Linked DNA regions of Hordeum vulgare: region 1 is linked to region 2. Evidence: chromatin contacts called from public Hi-C data. All regions are on one chromosome and are shown on one strand. Each heading gives the region's core, a stretch centred on a gene start, on an enhancer-like site or on the middle of the called end of the contact. The rest is flanking DNA. Distances are from core to core; before and after follow the strand shown.

What was found. Hi-C and Micro-C count contacts between places; a contact is called where the count stands out from the background.
Region 1: a Hi-C map of leaf shows a contact between it and region 2, with 5 times the contacts expected there. The contact joins two enhancer-like sites. A contact is called at or near these places in 4 of 6 Hi-C or Micro-C datasets (leaf and an unstated tissue).

Annotation. Positions count from the first base shown.
Region 1 is chr7H:17,919,518-17,922,937 of MorexV3_pseudomolecules_assembly, forward strand. No RefSeq gene overlaps it. Among protein-coding and RNA genes, the nearest start is that of LOC123409295, 82 kb to the right of the region's middle. Within about 2 kb of position 2,009, at least 2 of the 3 cell types and tissues checked have open chromatin away from gene starts, as enhancers often do. A contact at or near this core is called in leaf, where this site is marked.
Region 2 is chr7H:17,749,878-17,753,499 of MorexV3_pseudomolecules_assembly, forward strand. No RefSeq gene overlaps it. Among protein-coding and RNA genes, the nearest start is that of LOC123413577, 20 kb to the right of the region's middle. Within about 2 kb of position 2,239, at least 3 of the 3 cell types and tissues checked have open chromatin away from gene starts, as enhancers often do. A contact at or near this core is called in leaf, where this site is marked.

The DNA of each region.
Region 1 (3,420 bases), core at 759-3,258, 170 kb after region 2:
TTTTTTCTATTTGTTTTAGTGTTTATTTTCGTTCTTTTTCACATTTCTGTTTCCTTTTCTTATTTATTTTTATTTTCTTATGTGTTTTTGTTTGGTTCTTTTCCCCTCATGTATTGACACATATTCATCGTGTTTCAAAAAGTTGTTTTGCCAATTTCTTCAAGTGTACATCAACAATACTCATTGTAAATTTTAAAAAATGGTCATTGTGTAATAGATAAAAAAATGATGTGTACAAAAAATAGTTCTAGTTTCATAAAATAGTAATTGGGCATTCAAATGTGATTTTTGTGTACTAAAAAATGTTCATTGTCTATTAAGAAAATGACGTGTATTATTAAATGTTTATTAAAAACATCATGTATTAGAAAGACATTCGTAGTCTTTTAAGACACTTTTGTTGTTTATTGTATTTTGAAAAATGTCATCTTCTATTAAAAATATTCGCCTTGTAGTTTTTTTTAAATGTATTGATATGGTTAGCTTGTAATAAAAAATCTGTTTGCCCTCTGTCTTTTTACAATTTATTAAAGTGTTGATCATGTATTTAAAAAAATTCACCATGCAATTATTATCGAATGTTCACCATTTATTATATTTTTTACATATATTGTTTTTATGTTGTATTAAAAAATCTTGGGTATTAAAAATGCACAAACAGTTTACATAATGTAGGTCAACACGTTTTTTAAATACATGAGCAACTTTTAAAAATGCACGAATGTTTTTTTAATATGTTTAGTTAAAGGCATTATTTGTTTCAACAAACTGATGTAATTTACAAAATCTTTTGTACCTCTGAAATATTTCATGTATTCACGAATTTTCTAAATGTCTTTAAAATTCAGAATCTAATTTATGAAATTAGCGAACATATTTTGATTCATGAATAGTTTCTGAATTTTGTGAAACTTTTTTATGATCATGAGAATTTTCAAAGTTTATAAGTTTTTGTAAACACTGTTACCAGTTTTAAATTTTCTTGGAAAAAGAGAAGAAATGAAATGAAAATAATAACTATAGTGAAGCAATAAAATAAAGAGACGTGCTAGATGAAATCCGAGTAAGCAGGTAGAGGAAAATAAAAACGGAACGGGAAAAAAACCTGCGGAATGTATAGCTTGAAAATTGAAAAGTAAAGCAAACCAAAGGAAAGAAAAACCGGAAGGTGGGAGGATGGTCAGTGGAAAGCAGTTGCTCAACACAAGAGGGCGCAAAGGCAAGACAAATGAAACTGCAGTCTATAATCTATCTATAACATTTTTTAGCCGTAACCTATCCATCCCTGGAGAGGCATGAAGCTTCATGTGACGGAACGGAAGTACCAAGTTTCCTCTCCCTGTTTTCCTTCTGTTTTGGCACGTGGTTCTCATGTTTCACATGAGATGTTTGGAGTTTCAGAAGAGTAGGAAATTAAAAGGAGAACAAAGTGGACCCGGGGCAAGAGCACTATAGCAGTGCAGCTTCCTTCCTGGTGCTCTACCTACATAAAATCAATATAGGCTGACTACTTGTTGCGACTTGGGAGCATGGTCAAAGGTCTGGCTTGCAGGAAGCCAGGAACCGTTCCGTTTTCCACGTCTCGATCGTGCATGCTCATTTGCTCGGACCCGGTCAGTCTCCATTTCCCAAATCAAATGCGAGAGGCGACTCATGATTACTGTCAACCTCGACCATGTCTACTGCACAACAACTCTAGTACTAGGACAGTAAACATGCAGTCATGGTCCACATGCACACTGGTCAATTCATCAATCAAACGGTTTATTATACTCCCTTTGTACCTAAATATAAGTCTTTTAAGATATTTTACTAGGTGTCTATATACGAAACAAAATGAATGGATCTATATCTAAAGTATGTCTATATACATCCGTATGTAGTTCATTAGTTGAACTCTAGAAAGACTTATATTTAGGAACGGAGGGAGTAGTTTTAATTAGTAAACTGTTGGGACGTGCCTGTCAGTCTGGAATCTGGATGGCATATTTTACAGGCGGCTGCTAGCTCTGACAGTGCACACTCCGGCCGGCTTGGCGCGAAAACTAGAGGTTGAACTGCAAATCTTCTAGCTCGACCAGGTCGATTCGCCTCGGTGTCGCCTAACCTTATCTGGCTGTTGACAAATTCAGAGAAATGCGCCGATCGATCGTCCGGTCCAAATTTGACGTTGGCGTGCGTTGTTTAAACTGAACTTGGAAAATTAGGACACACGCATGCATGCATGTTGGCATGTTGGCGGGCGGGAGATGATATCACTCGGTCGTTGGTAGGTTTCTCAACTTTTGAATTTCGGCCAGAAAATCGTCGACAAGGCCGCTTTCTTTTCTTCTTCATAGTGGTTGGTGAGAGTGAGACGCTCGTATGCGACACCGGGGCATGTGTGCTGGACTTGCGAGCGCATGTGGCATGTGTGTAGGAGAAGTCGTTGAACAGTTCTGGCCCGTAGTGCAGTCAAATATAGTTCGAAAATGTTTGGGCCTCCTTTAGTTTGTAGGAATCTTGTAGAAATTTCATAGGCTAGGAGCTTTTAAAGGAAAATTTTCTATGGAGCCCTTTGATTTGTAGAAAAGGATTCGTATTAGCCTAGGCTCTATAAAAAAGATCATATTCAATGCATCGAATAACATGTATTTCTCCATAGAAATTAAAGCGTATGTTATCACACTTTTTATGATTTTTATTTCTAGAATATATCTGTCCTATGAACAAAGGTGGCCTTATCTGGAAATCGAAAAGGCGAAAGTTTGACTCTGCGCCACTATTGTAGTCGAATCTGCCAACAAGAGTTGAATAATGCGGGAGAATATAAAATATCCACAAGAAGTTGTAACTTGGTCAGGATTTAAGGACATCTCCAAAGCCGACCTTTAAACCGTCCGCATCCATTCGAACCGTGCGGTCTAGACCGTGGAAGCCATCTAACGTGGGCCTGTATCGATCCGTCGAGTGGTGTGGACATGCTTTTTCCCGCAAACCGTAGACAAACGTGGAAAGAGTTCTTTGCGGGCGTCCGTACCACTGCCGTGTCCGCTTCTGACCGTCATGGCCCACCAAAAACTCCTCCCTCGCCCGCACGCGCTTTGTGCCCGAAACGGTCAGCGCTGCTCAGAGTGAGAGTGCCTGCATTCATGCCTCGCAAGAGCAGGCGTGACCTCTCACTGGTGCCGGCGTTGAAGCGGTGCGCCGACCGAGCGAGAGCGCAACTTGTCACGCTTCCCGGTGCATGCATCTGCCCGCCTTCAAATGACACCATGCCCGTCTGTGTGCCGCCCACATTAACCATACACGGTTACCGAGAAACTTATTCCAACGCCACTCGTCCGTTTACATGACGCCCATCATTGCCATTAGCTCGCTATATATACTCCAACCCCGGCCATAGACGACACTAATTCTCCTCTGGTCCCTTTATCTTCT
Region 2 (3,622 bases), core at 989-3,488:
AAATAATATGTTTAAATTTTAAAATGTGGTATCATGTGAACATGTGATGGATGGTACACTAGAAATTCTCCCTGTACACGTGTATATCCTGTCAAGTATAATCTGATTTAATTGAACCGTGCTTTAGAATTTTTCCTGATCCCAGTCAACGTTACATTTTTATTTATATATTTTTTATCAAAGCATGGGTGGAGGTCAACGACTCAATGGAAATCTCACCAACTATAGGAGGAAAACTGCAGATACTAGTAAACTACATCATCCACTCCCTTTCAACCTACGTACCCAAGCTACAAAAAAAGGTAGGGGTGAGCATGGGTGTATGTGTAGAACGCTTCAACACGAACTGCAGACATCACGATGAGAATGAAAAACTGGACACAGTTCGCCAGGAAGTTGACAACGAGAGGGAGTCCGTCGTATGGCACCAGCTGTGGATGCGTGTATATTAATTTGTCGATTCCGTTACATTCTTTTTGCGTGAATAGAGAATGAAATTTCTCTTGGTGGAGAAAATACACATGGGTTGGGAAAAAACCCAAAAATTCAACAGTTTTCTCCTTTCATCTGTGTTCAAATAAATCGAAAATGGAAGTGCATGTGTAAATAAATCGAAAACGGAAGAGCGTGTATATATTCACATGCAGTTCTTTAGAGAATGTCTAATGCATCATGCATGTTTTTTTAAAGGATGATTAGCGCCATCAAAACGATGCATGCAGTCATATTATTAAAGAAATAGCTAAAAGGTCTGCAGTTTAGTTCAAGCTCACTCGAAGCTTAAAATGAATACAAAAGAAGATAAACTTTGCCACCACCGGCGAAAATGAACAAATGAAAGCATCATGCATGTTGTGTGATAAGATTAATTAGATATGGCAAAGTTAGACATCAACCCAAAGACCCAGTCAGGCATGCTTGAGTGCACCGCACACAGGTCGTGGTAGAATTTTTTTTCTACCTATGGGTTATGTTAGTTTGGTCATGGTGTTTTACATGCGAGTTCACATTCAAATATCTTACCCTTTAAATTTCCATTCAACCCTATCCATTTGAATGTGTGATGGATAAAATCAGAAAAAACGACCAGCATAATTTGACATTTAGTAAGTTCGTATGTATGTATTGCTGCTGTCTCTATCTTACCAAACACAGTGACAAATAACCAACTCCAAAACTGATCCTCTTATTTATCAATTTGTTTATTTATTGACCAGACAAAACTGGTCCTTTACCAATGCAAGTACCAAGTACCAACATCATTTCACCCTGAAATCCCATCGTCGGCAAAAGAAAAAAAAAAGGAATAACAGTTTCAATTCCGGAGTATAAATATATAGCAACAAGTTGGTGATCCAGCAACTTGCATTTCTAGTGGTACCACTTGTATTATGTTGGAACGACCCACAACTTGCATCCTCGTTCCAAGAAAGCATCAACATGTTTCTGTCCATACACTTTCCAAGAAAACACGAATCCACATGTTAAGAAGAACTTACTAAAACGTAGCACTCCCGAATTATGTCGTCAAGTTGCTGCAGACAAGTTGCAGCTTCTTCGCTACATTTGTTAGTCCTCCCGAATTACTCAACCATTGTTGGAAAGTTACAGTACAGTAATGCCGCAGATCAGTCACAATCGTTGGCTGGCCTTCTGTATCCAATCATTCATTTTCGAAATATACTTAACTGTAGTATAAATCATGGACCAAAACAGTTCAACAACTACACTACACACGTGCAGTGCAACTACCAACTAAGTCCTGGCCAGGCTGCGGCCGCCGCATGCAGTGGCTGGTCCAACACAACACACGCGGCCGGTGTCGCGTCCGAGCGTCTCACTCTCGCCAGCGACTACGAGGAGGAACAAAACTATATATTAAGCGGCGTTGGGGACGATCCTGTGGCCGATCGAGATCCAAAAGTTCGGAGACCTACCAACAACCGGGTGATACACTCATCTCCCTTGCGGCAGCATCCTGTATTTTCCATGTTGAATTCAAACAATGCACGCCGCGTTCAAACAGGACCGGAACCGTTTGATCGATCGGTGCATTTGTTTCTTCTTAAATCCCAACAACCGGATAAGATCAGGCGAGACCGGGACGATGGAGCTGATGGAGATTTCGATCTCGATCTTCAGTTCTTGGCGCCAAGAAGTTGTGGAGTGTGCATTGCCAGCCAGACGGGCAGGCAGCCGGGCTGTAGAATATGCTATGCTACCGGTATCCAGATCCAGATCCTGTTGTTAATGAGCCGCTGTGCCCGTCCGTGGCGCATGATTACTTCGCAGTTGCTGCGCAGAGAACTGTTACAACCGCCGGCAGTTGCTGTTGCCGTTGCTGTCTGGCATTTGAAAACTGGAGGTTGACTGAGCAAGTGATCCAGCACGGTCGATCGATCCGGACGTCGTCGTCGCTCTGTGTGTTTCCTACGTACAGGAAGCTGCCCTCCTCTTGCCCTCAGTCTACAAATTTGTTTTATACTCTTGTGAAACTACAGGATGGCGTGACATGACATGACATGCAAACAAAAAAAGGAAAGAGAGGCGGAGCAAACTTGGTGCTCCCGTAGATACGTTGCTACTGTGAAGCTTCACGCCTCTGTGGTTGAGTCTAGACCATTGCAGTTTGAGTTCTACTTTCTTTCTCCTCTCCCCGCTTACCAAGAAAGCTTTCGTGTGTTCAGCGTTTCTGCTCATGTTTTACACTGTCGGAATATATGCTTATAGTAGTTATATCTCTGCCCAACCAACACTTGCGTACGTGCACTGGCAAACATGTCCTCGACCACGACCAGGTCCGCCCGAGCCTGTCCAGCCATTACTGGCACAACACAACGGAGAAGACGAGGCGAGGCTGATCGATCCACCGCAACACAAGTAGAAAAACACTTGGTTCGGTGCATTGACGCATCAGCTGCTTTACCACATTCTTTGTCTGAACCAGCAGCACGTACGCCCGTGAAAACACATCGGGAGAGCCGAGAATAAGCATAGGTCCAAGCTAAAAACGGGAGGCCATGCTCGCTGCCAAACTTTTTGTGACCAACACAACACACGTAGCATAGCATAGCATAGCATTCACCTTTCGGAGATGAGATACTTACCCCTTGGTATGGTGAAGGCACAAGAACAAACTTGCGGCACTTGGCTTGATGCACAAAATGCTATTCCTCCTCCGGTGCCTGACGGTGGAGCGAATGCTTCCACGGACAAGAGCGATCGACGAGTCCCCTTTGAGAAATTCGGCGACACAATCCTGAGGATAGGATGACCGTCGACACAATCCTAAACACGATTCTTCTGACTAAACGTGGTGTGTCCCGAACCAACAAATGCGTGGAACAATGGAACATTTGCACGGTGCGGCAGAGCACTAGCTATAGCCTCCGATGCGGCGAGGGAAAAGACTCCGATTCCTGCAGTGGCGTAAACTAGGGACGTGTAGACAATGTGTCTTCTCACAAAGTCGCATTGCCCTTGGTAAAGTTGCCTACCAGATAATGCAAGATGAATATGGGATGCTTTAGACAAGTTTGCTGTTGTCTTAGTTCAGATGGTAACTTATATCTATACGCATGTTGGTTCAAACCAAAATTTGCTCCAAATACAGAGTTTCATA